Linked DNA regions of Capra hircus: region 2 is linked to region 1. A link is a contact called in public Hi-C data. All regions are on one chromosome and are shown on one strand. The core of a region is the stretch at or near the end of the contact, and the rest is flanking DNA. Distances in the headings are between cores, read along the strand shown.

Region 1 (5,238 bases), core at 1,401-3,900:
CTCTCACACAAGCACACATGGATATACACACTCTCACACACACACCCAAGCACATGCAAACACCCCCTCACATACATACACCCACACACACTCACGCCTACCCGGGCCCAGCTGCAACTCAGACATAGACGTCCACACATATTTCCAGACGCTCACAAACACATGGGTGCCCGGACTCAGACTCACATGCTTGACTCCAGCCCTGCATACGCAAATAGTAGCAAATGCACGTGCCTCATGGGCCTCCGTGTCCATAAGCAGAGGCAGACATGTATGAACCTGCAGACACACCTGTATCTCCTTGTGCATGTGTGCTCCTGTGGGCCCATGTGCTGTGTCCACATGTGTGTCCACATGGCATGCACATGTGCTCACAGACAGGCTGGAGGACACAGCCTGGGCACATAGCAGGGCCTGGCTCCAAGGCTTCTGGGGGGTCTTTGTCTCCCCTTGGATTGAACAACCCTGCTTCTGTTCTGGAAGGTGGGGGTGGGGAGAGAGGCTGGCTCCTCTCTTAAACGTCTTTGGCAAAACTCCCGAAGGCAGGGAGGAAGCAAAGGCTTGAAGGCCACGCTTTGGAGGAGAAGGCCTGGAACAGCTGCAGCCCAGCCCTGCCCCGGGCCCCACTTGGCAACATCTCTCCGCAGTGGTGAACAGCCTCAGAGCTGCCGGCTCTGGAAAGGCAGGTGGTGGCTGCTGGGCTGCAAATGCAAATCCCCTCCCTCCACCAGGCAACGCAGGAAGCAGAGCCTGGGGGGTGATGTGGGATCTCAGGGCCGTGCCCACGCCTTGGCTGAGCTTTCCAGCTGGGGACCTGGGCTCGGCACAGGGCAGCTGCGGAGAGCGGCCGGCAGCAGTGTGTGCCTGGGCCGGGGCGGGGGCGGGCCGGGACTGGTCTTCTCCCCTCCGCGCCTATGCCCGTGGTGCCAGCACTCAATGCCAACTCTCGCGAGAACAGCCCTATCCGCCAAGGAGCAGACGCTCGCTAGAAGGTTTCGTCCCAGGAATCTCGTTAGGAGCCAGTGGGCCTGCAGCAAGTGGGATTTCATTTTATTATTACTTTAAAGTGAACATTTTCACCCAGCTGGAATCCAGGGGCAGATCCGGGTGCTTGGCGAGTAACAGTGAAGACTTTCTGCCTTTGTCCAAGGGGGGCGGGGACAAGCCTTTCAAGCCTTTGTCTGCTGTGATGTCACCACAAACCAGGCCACTGGAAACAAGGGCAGTTTATCCTCTCGCACTGCCTACCAATGCAGGAGATGTAAGAGAGGCGGGTTTGATGCCTGGGTCGGGAAGATCACCTGGAGGTGGGCATGGCAACCGACCCCAGTATTCTTGCCTGGAGGAGCTCATGGACAGAGGAGCCTGGCGGGCTATGATCCATAGGGTTGCAGAGTTGGACACAGCTGAAGTGACTTAGCACGCACACACGCACAGATGTGGAAACGTGCACAGAGGTACTAAGTGACTTGTCCAAGGTCCCTGAGGGAGCAGACACTTTTCAACTCCCTGCTGTTGAGTAGCAAACCACCTAAACTTAGCGGCACACAACTACAACAGCACTGATTTTTTTATTGTGTGTGCGTTTGTGAGTCTGCGTTTGGGCAAGTCTTGTTGAGCACCGCTGGTCACTGCTCACTTGGCAGGAGCTGGGGCTGAGGTCATCTCCCAGGTTTGGCCTCGCTATGTTGCCTGGGCTTCCTCACAGAGTGGCGGCTGGTGTCAGGAGCAAGCATCCAGAGCGCAGACAGAAAACCAGGTGGAGACTCTGGCTCTTGACAACCGAGCCTCAGAAGGCTGAAGCATCCTTTCTGACCGCTCTCCTCACTGAGGCAGCCACAGGGGCCCATCCAGTTTCAAAGGGAGGGGACGAGGCTCCACCATCGGTGCGTGGCAGGTTGCAAGGTTCTGGAAGCACATGGGGGATAGAAAATATTGGGTTGGCCATTCTAAAAATAATTTTATGTATTTGTTTATTTTTGGCTTGTGCTGGGTCTTTGTTGCTATTGGGCTTTTCTCCAGCTGCAGCAAGTGGGGCTGCTCTAGTTGCGGTGCGTGGGCTTCTCACTGCAGTGGTTCCTCTTTTGCAGAGCGCAGGATCCAGGACTCTGGTGCTCAGTAGTTGTGGCTTCCGGGATTTAGAGCACAGGCTCAGTAGTTGCGGCACATGACTTAGTTGTTCAATGGCGTGTGGGCTCTTTCTGGATCAGGGAGCAAACCTGTGTCTCCTGTACTGGCAGGCAGATTCTTTACCACGGAGCCACCAGAGGCTTCTGAGTTGGCCATTTTTGATGCAATCTACCTATAATCTGGGTATAAACCCAGGCTTTCTAGATCCAGAGCCTATGTTCTCAAACACGAAATGGTTTATTGAGCACTGACTGTGTGCCAGGCCCTAGGACAGGTGAGGCCTTTATCTGCACCATCATTGTCATCCAGCAGGCTGCCTGGTCAGGGGATGACGTCGCCTGGCCCTCTGCTCAGGATGTGGTCAGTGCAAACATGGAACCCGGATGCCACCTGAAACAGACGTCACACTCCAGGGCTCCTCAGGCCACATCCAGCTCACAGACACATTTTGCCTGGCTGGCAGGATGTTTCTAAAAATGGAATCTTCACCCCCAGGGCCAGGCTTGCAGCTTCTCTAGGAGGATCGGATGTGTCAGGCTGGTCAGTTCTGCAGGGTGATGGTCAGTTGGTGCTGTGTGGAATGGCCGCCCCTACAAGTGGGCTCCTGGTCTGACTTGGCGCAGTCCTTACCAACCCCCATTGAGGTCACACCAGGCTCTTCCCCTGCCTTACAATGCCTTTTGAAACCTGCCTCTTCACTTTCTCCTGTGACCTCAGCTTTGGTAGCCTGTCAGGAAAGATGCCGCAGCCAAATGAGAAGAGCATGGGGGGTGTGCAGGTGTGCACAGACGTGTTCAGACATGTGTGCAGGTGTGCACTCAGGTGAATGCAGGTGTGGGGGGTGCCAGGCCCAGGAGTCCAGGCGCTTCAGCTTGTCTTACCTTAGGCTTCTGCAGCCTCAGGTCCAGTGTGGGAGGTCTGCTAACGTCTTATGACCACTTGCCCAGGAAGCGGACAGGGGTTTTCCCCAACTCTGCCACACCAGTCTCTTCCGGCCCAGGCGGATGTCCTACACTGCCACCTGGTGGTCTCTTCCGGGAGCGCAGGGACATGCCAGCCCGCCCAGGATGGCCCCAACACACCTGTGGCTGCAACCGGCCCAGGATGCAGACTCAGTGGGGGTCCCTGCCCAGAGCCCTGCCCTCAGGTGCATGTCTTAGTGTCTCACAGGGCACAGGAACTGGCCTGGCCCAGATGCCTCATCTCCCAGCTTCCCTTACCTTCTGCTCCATCCTCTTCTGGGCACTATTATTCAGGAGCTATTGGGAAGAGTTTGGAGACTGAAGAAGGGCAGGCACCTCTGGGCTAGAAGCACCCAGTACATGTATGCTCAGTCACTCAGCTGTGTCTGACTCTGCGTCCCTCCCCGTCCATGGCATTTTCCAGGCACGAGTAATGGAGCAGTTGCCATTTCCTTCTCCAGGTGATCTTCTCGACCCAGGGATCGAACCTGTATCTCTTGTGCCTGCTGCACTGGCAGGCGGATTCTTTACCCAGACCCTGCCCCTAAAACACAGAAAAAGTCCCACTGACGGGAGGATGCTTCCAGGAAGCTGGTGTCCTGGAAGCCGCCCCGTCAAGCTGCCATAGCCCGGGAGGACTTCCTGCCTCCCCAAGCAGCTCTCTCCCTCCCCGACAGGCGCCTGAGTAGAATCCTCAGCCAGGGTGCAGGGGTCATCCAGCTAGTGTGGGGTAGGGGCCCAGCAAGACAAACTGAGATGGTGACTGGTCTTGTGTCCTCGAAGAGGTGTGAGCGGCCTCAACTGCCCCTGACCTCAGTGCTGTTTGTCTGGACTGCCTTTCGTGGTCTGCCAAGGTGATGCCTAGCATGCTGGCTCCTGATCCGTTCTGGCACCACACCACTCTGCCTCTCCACCTGCTCCAGTCCTGACCCCACATGTCCTCCCAATTCTTTCACCCATTCATCCACTCATTCATCCAGTAGCCACTGCCCACTGTCCCCCCACCAGATCAGAAAAAAACACAGACCCAAGGCCAGTAACCTGGGACTTCCATCTTGGGGAGGGAGTTGGTCACTGGGTAAAGAGATTCATTATAAGTTAATTTCAGGGAGTGATGAGTACCCTGAGATGGGCTACAGAGTGCTGGGTGTGTGATGCTTCAGATGGGGTTCCAGGAGGAGGTGATGAGTGAGCTGAGACCTGCGGAGGGGCACCCAGACATGTGAAAGGGGGAAGGAGGGCCTGGCAAGTGTAAAGGCCCTGAGGCAGAGGCAAGCGTGGTTAATGCAGAGGACAGAAGTTCACCTGGTCAGGGAAAGGGGGAGATGGCCTTACAAGCGGTCCTGAGAACTGTGGAAGCCCGTGGGGGTATGTGCAGTCTCCTTCCCTGGGAGAACCCTCAGAGAATGAGCTCTGGTAGAGGGTGGTTTTCTCTGGTCTCTGGAGGCCTGCCTTAAACTGCTTCCCCAGAGAGCAGAGACTGATGATCTCTTGAATCAGTTTCCTGTGGAATCTAGTCTTCCCTGGGGAGGTGCTGAGCATCTTCTCTGCTAGTTGGATCCTTGTCAGGAACAATCGGTTCAGGGACTATCCTAAACCAAAAGATAAATGAGGAAGCTGAGACTAGCTGAGATGAATTCCTGACACTGGTCTGTGTTTTTTCCCACATAAATCCTTCTTTGCGTTCATGACACAGCCACAAATCCCTTCTTGGCCTCAGGTGGAGCGGGATAAAGTGTATGGATGAATCCACAGGGTGAGTAATCCAATCCCAGGCCTGGTGCTCAGCCTTGCACCGTTGCCCCGGGCAACCGCTGGAGTGGGGATGTTGTCTATAACCTTAAAAACTGATTACTGGCTCTCCCCCTGCGCCTTCAGTCTTAAAGCGGATTAAGTGGGAGGGCTAGCTGGCTTAGGGACTCAGTCGAGGCATCTGTGCTCCCCTTTTACGTAGCAATTAACTCACTTAGTACCTGGGAAATGTGACAGACGGGGCAGAGGCTGCTTGTGTAAAGGGTGGGGTGATTGGAGCTGGGGTGTGGGTGGGTATCTGCTCTCAGAGGGCTTTGGGACTTGGGGTTTCCCATGCAATCTCCTCACTTCCTTCCTCTGCTGGTAGGAGGGTCCCAGAGTGTGGGAGGGATCC
Region 2 (5,238 bases), core at 963-3,462, 68 kb before region 1:
GGGCCCCAGGCTCACCCTAGGCGAAACCCCCATTGTGAGCCCACAGGTCCCCGGCCTCACGAGCTCCATCCTGCATAGCTGAGTGGTGAATGCGCAGACCCTGGGCCAGTGCTGGCTCTCTGACTGTCCTTGAGCCTCAGTTTCCTCATCTGTGAAGTGGGGGTGTCGACAGGGCCCTTCACAGGCTCTATGGGGGTAAGAAGTTCTGTTGTGGGCCTGAACCCTCTCTAGCATCGTTAAGCCACCAGGTGTCACTGTTGTCACCAGCTGGAGACAGGTCTTTCTTGCCTCTGGACTCCATGACAGGTCTCCCCAAAAGGAGTGAATATAGGGTCCGGGGGAACTTCCTCACTGCCTTGCTGGCAAGGAGCCTCTGCAAGAAAATAAATGCCCTCATCCAGTGGTTTTCAAAGTAGGGTCCCTGGACATGCAGCATCAGCACCTGAGAGCTTGGCAGGAATGCAAATGAGCACTTCCGGGCCCCACTACAGACTCGCTGTGTCATCAGGTCCTCTGGGGGATCCTGGTAAGGCTCTAGTTGAGACTCTTGGCTTTGACCTTCAGTAATCACCCCCATGAACCCACCCTCACTGCTGGGGAACGGTATTTCAGGGTGGGCTTGGAGCAGGGTCCCTGCCCAAGAGGAAGGCTGGACCCAGAGACACTGCAAGGACAGGACAGGCCTGGCGCAGTTGTGCAAACTGCTCACTGTACAAGGACACCCAGCAAAGGGGGAGGGGAAGCGGAGGCTGAAGAATAACCCCCACACAGCTGAAAGGGGGGATGCCACACTCCACTTCATCCAGTCACACAAGTGGTCTCTCTAAGCTGGACCCCAGAGAGGATTCCTCACGATGGCCCACAGGGGAAGGACAGGCTGGGGTCTGTCATCCTCCTCAGGCAGCGGGTTTTAGCTTTGAAAGCCGCGTTTCCCAGAAAATCCCATAAAACTCAGTACTGTGCCCTGGGAACCATCCCAACCCTGGACGCACTGGGATGGCTGGTCACCTTCTCTTCCTTGGCCAGCCCCAAGCTGGACTCTGGCTGTCCTACAGCCCCACCTGCTTCCTAGTGGCTCAGAAATGCTGCTAGCCAGCTATGGCAGAAGGCCAGGGATGCCATGCCTCCATTTTTAGCTGGAGAGATCAGATTCTGATCTGGGCCCTGACTGTCCCAGAAGGGCAGCTAGGAGCCCATGCCTGGGCCCACCCCTGGGCCTTGTGGTCTATCCCTATGCCCACCCAACCATCCTTTATCCGTCCATCCATCCTTTATCCACCCGTTCATCCTTTATCCATCCATCCACCCTTCTACCCATCTACTTGTCCACTTAACCACCCATCTGCCCACCATCCATCCATTCATCCATCCATCCACCTATCCATCTTCCCATCCACTCACCACCCATCATCCACCTACCCATCCAAGGCTTAGAGTGCCTGCCTATGAACCAGCCCTATTCTGGGCAATGAACATAAACAGACCCAAGTCCCCACCCTCCCGAAGCCTACAAAGAGGCCAGCACATGGAGCATGTGGCCGGCAGATGGCCACAGGTGTTCTGGAAGGACAACAGCAGAGAAGAGCAAAGAAGGGGTCGCCAGGGAGGGGCCTCACTGAGAAGGCGACACTTCTGAAAGGTGATGAGGCAGCTCATGAGGCCATTGGGAAGGGTGGGGGGATGGCACTGCCAGAGCAACGAGGCTCCCTGGGGAAGAGGAGAGCCCTAATGAGCACCGACAGTTTCTGCAAGTTGTGCAAAATTCCTGAACATGTAACAACTGGCTCGTGCAAGGTGGCATACCACAAAACTGGCGGGGGCAGGACTCCCCTTGAGACTGGTGGAAATATGGAAACAGGGGCCAGCTCTCCAGCAGGCAGGGTCAGGACACAGCCCTCAGAAGGGCAGGTAGAGGACCTCCCCTTAGATCAGCATGGCTGGGGCACTGCCATTGGAGCAGCAAGGTGAGGGACACCACCCTCAGACTGAGGCACCCCGGGAGCACTTGGGGCCCTAGGCTTTCTGGTAGTGACAGGGAACCCCTTCCTGTGACCCTTCCTGGGCAAGGCAACTCCCTAACCAGGTTCTGCAGCAATTCCGGGAGGAAGTGTTGCCTCCCAGGCGGGCTGCCAAGTGCCCTGAGCCACAAACAGGCAGCATGTGGTTCCACTTGACGCTCAGACCCACAGGGTGTGCGCAGTGGCAGTCAGTCCAGGAGGCGTGGCTGGGAAGGGGTCCAAGGGGTGGGACCTGGCAGTGTCCCCAGGTGCCTTCCCTCTATGGGGGACAGGAAACTCCTGAGATACCCCAGGGCTGACTCAGGGGCCCAGAATCCCTCACTCCAGCAGCGAGAAGACTCACTGGGACGCCTGACCCTTCACAAACCAGCTCTCACCAGGACACAGAAACAAAGGAGCACCAAGAGTCCTGGAGGCCCCGCAGGCACTCAGCAAGGCCTCTTCTGCCCACATCCCAACACAGCGCCTGCCTGCCCCCGACTCCTGCCTGATGACCTGTGCGTTCCCCTCCTTCCACGCCTGAGGCAGCACGCAGAGGCTCCCCCCATCCTTAGAGCCCTGCCGCGCAGAAGGAGCAGAGGCGCCCTGCGCAGCATGCTCAACTGGTGCACACCTGCAGATGCACATGCCATCCATCCATGGCGAGAGTGGGAGTGGCGGCCCCAGAGCTGTGCAGTGCACAACCTGAACAGCGATACGCAGCGGCCCCTGCAGGAGATCATGCCCCACCAGACGGCTTCACCCTCAGACAAGTGTCATCCCATGGAGCTCTCAGGAATGCACACGAGCACACACACACCTTCTCAGGAGCTCTGGGCTCTGCCCTATGCCTCGCCCACCTCCGCCCCAACACCAGCCCAGCTCAGGGGTGGGAGGTGCCCTCTGGCCCACAGCTAGTCAGCACTGGCCTCCGGGATGAGGAAAGGCCCACTTAGCCTCCACATCTACAGGCCTGGGAGGGGAAGGGGTGAGGATGGCCTGGCTGCAGACCCTGGGGAACCCTGAGAAGGGGGCTGTGGCTGAGGCCACTCACAGTCTCCTTCAAACCAGCAGGAGAACATGACCTGGTGGGTGAGGTGAGGGTCAGGTACCCACTAAGCATCAGCACCCACCCCTCAGCCCTCAGTGAGCCAGCCCACCGTCCCAGTGAGAAGGGAGTCAGGAGACTGCCCTCACGACGCCCTTACAGAAACCGAGCACAGGCTCCTGACGGCCAAGGCACCCTATTCCATGTCCACTCACTCACACACACACACACACACACACACGCATGTGCACATGCCTGGCATCCCAGCCCTGGGGCCACACGGCAATCCAGGCCTGTGGCAGAGACCCCTCCCCCTTCACCCCAATCTTATTTCAGGGACTTCTGAACAAATAATGCCCCCACTGGGGCACTTTAAAACCACTGGGCCTCCTCAGAGATCAAACATTATGGGTCTGGGTCTCAGAGACCTTCCTGGGCCCCCCTGGTGTCTCCTGAGCACACCCCCAGGGTGAGTGGGCAGTCACAGGTCACATGGCCCTGACTGGGCCCCTGCCAGCTGGACTGGGAGGATGAGCTGTGTTTATCAATGAGAACCGTGTTGGTCTTCTCACCCCCACTCTGGTCCCTGCTCATTGCAGCTGATCCTGGCGTCCGGTGTGTTCTACAGGCTCCAAAGTGAGAGACTGTTCTGTCTACCCGAAGCCCTGACTGAAGCAGGGCCTGAGGCCCTGCCTGTCCTGGGGATGGGGGCTCCCTTCCCCTTTGGGTGCCCCGGCCCCTGGCCCCTCTGTCACCCTGGTACCTCAATGCCCCAGGGGTATAAATGAGGCTCTGACCAGGAAGCCCCTTGCTCTGTCCACCAACATTCCCTGATGCTCAGCAGGGCCTCATGACCCCACTGAACCTGCACCCCCGCCCCACCTCACACATGCCACCTCTCTCCCCCAGCACATGATAGCCGTGAGGACAGCCTGTACGTTATTCTGTTCAGAGCCCCACCCTCTGAGCCCCAGGCCTGGGCTCTGCCTCCAGCTCTGCATGGAACCTGGGTTTCGTAAGAGAGCCACACAGCACGGCTGGGCCAGGGAGGGGAACCCTTACGCAAACCATGCAAACACACTCATGAGGGGGCTGGTGGGCAGGTGAGATGCTGGGGTGTGCAAGGAAGGCCAGGGCCCCCCTCCCCACCCAACGAAGCCACCTGCCCGGCCTCTCCTTTGCCTGCTCGCAGCGCACCGCTCCAGGTCAGTGTAGACCATGGTACCCCAAGCGCAGCACTGCAGACCAGCGTCCCCCGACCGACAGCAGCACCTGCTGGTGAAGTGTGGTACTGCAGCCGCCATGTGACCAGAGGGCGAGAGGGAGGGTTCTCAGGGCTGTGAGTCCGGTGGAGGCTCCAAAAGGATGCAGTCCACTGTAAGGAGACCCTGGCTCTGGGCATGGCCCCGCTTCTCTCAGGAGTCCTTTCCGATGCTCCTTCCACTCCCGCGACAATCAGGCCGGGTGAGGCCCCTCAGGCTCCCATGGCCCCAGGTGTCCCTGAGTGAAGCAGGGTCACTGGACGGCAAGTGCCCAGTAGGCAGGGGCTGTCCTTTGTCCCCACTACCTGGCAGGGGCCTGGCACAATGAGGAAGGGTCCCACAGCCAGCACAGGGTCAGGAAGCAAGCTGCTGCCCTCGGAGGCTGGCCCTCCGCTCCCACTGTTCCACATCCTTCCCCCGGGATTCGGCCGGGTGGACAGCTGAGTGAGTGAAGCATGGAGACGCACAACAGATTGTACAGAGGACGCTGGCTGAGCTGAGCCCACAACCCAAGGAGACACACGGCCAGCAGGCTCTGGGGACACGAGCGGCACGTGAGCAAGTGCCACGTGAGTGACACGACACCCTGGCTGTGCCTGAGTGTGGGCCCTCTGGCTGAGGGGCAGGGGCGGTGCACCAGGTCCTGCCCCCTCGGTCAAGCCAGTGGACTCTGGGCTCAGAGCAGGGTCCCCTGGGCTCCACCTGGCCTCTACTCTCTAGCTGAGCCACTCAGCTTGCGCTACTGCTGTCCCCACCTGTCCAGCTGAGTCAAGCCACAAGCACCTCCCTGCACCTGCCCAGGCCCCCTCCAGTGCGAGCTTTGAAAAACATACCTCAGCTCAAGTCACTGTGCAGCCTAAACCCCGCAGTGGCCCCTCTGCGAGTGAGTGGTGGCCACACTCGCCCAGGCCCCACGCCACCCCCACCCCGG

Evidence for each region. Hi-C and Micro-C count contacts between places; a contact is called where the count stands out from the background.
Region 2: a contact with region 1 is called in a Hi-C map of liver, with 3 times the contacts expected there. The contact joins two enhancer-like sites. A contact is called at or near these places in 2 of 5 Hi-C or Micro-C datasets (blood and liver).

What each region holds. Positions count from the first base shown.
Region 1 is chr17:26,468,118-26,473,355 of ARS1.2, reverse strand. No RefSeq gene overlaps it. Among named protein-coding and RNA genes, the nearest start is that of FBRSL1, 39 kb to the left of the region's middle. Within about 2 kb of position 2,650, at least 4 of the 5 cell types and tissues checked have an H3K27ac peak or open chromatin away from gene starts, as enhancers often do.
Region 2 is chr17:26,535,580-26,540,817 of ARS1.2, reverse strand. The region is part of intron 2 of FBRSL1 (fibrosin-1-like protein); the gene reads right to left. Among named protein-coding and RNA genes, the nearest start is that of FBRSL1, 29 kb to the right of the region's middle. Within about 2 kb of position 2,212, at least 5 of the 5 cell types and tissues checked have an H3K27ac peak or open chromatin away from gene starts, as enhancers often do.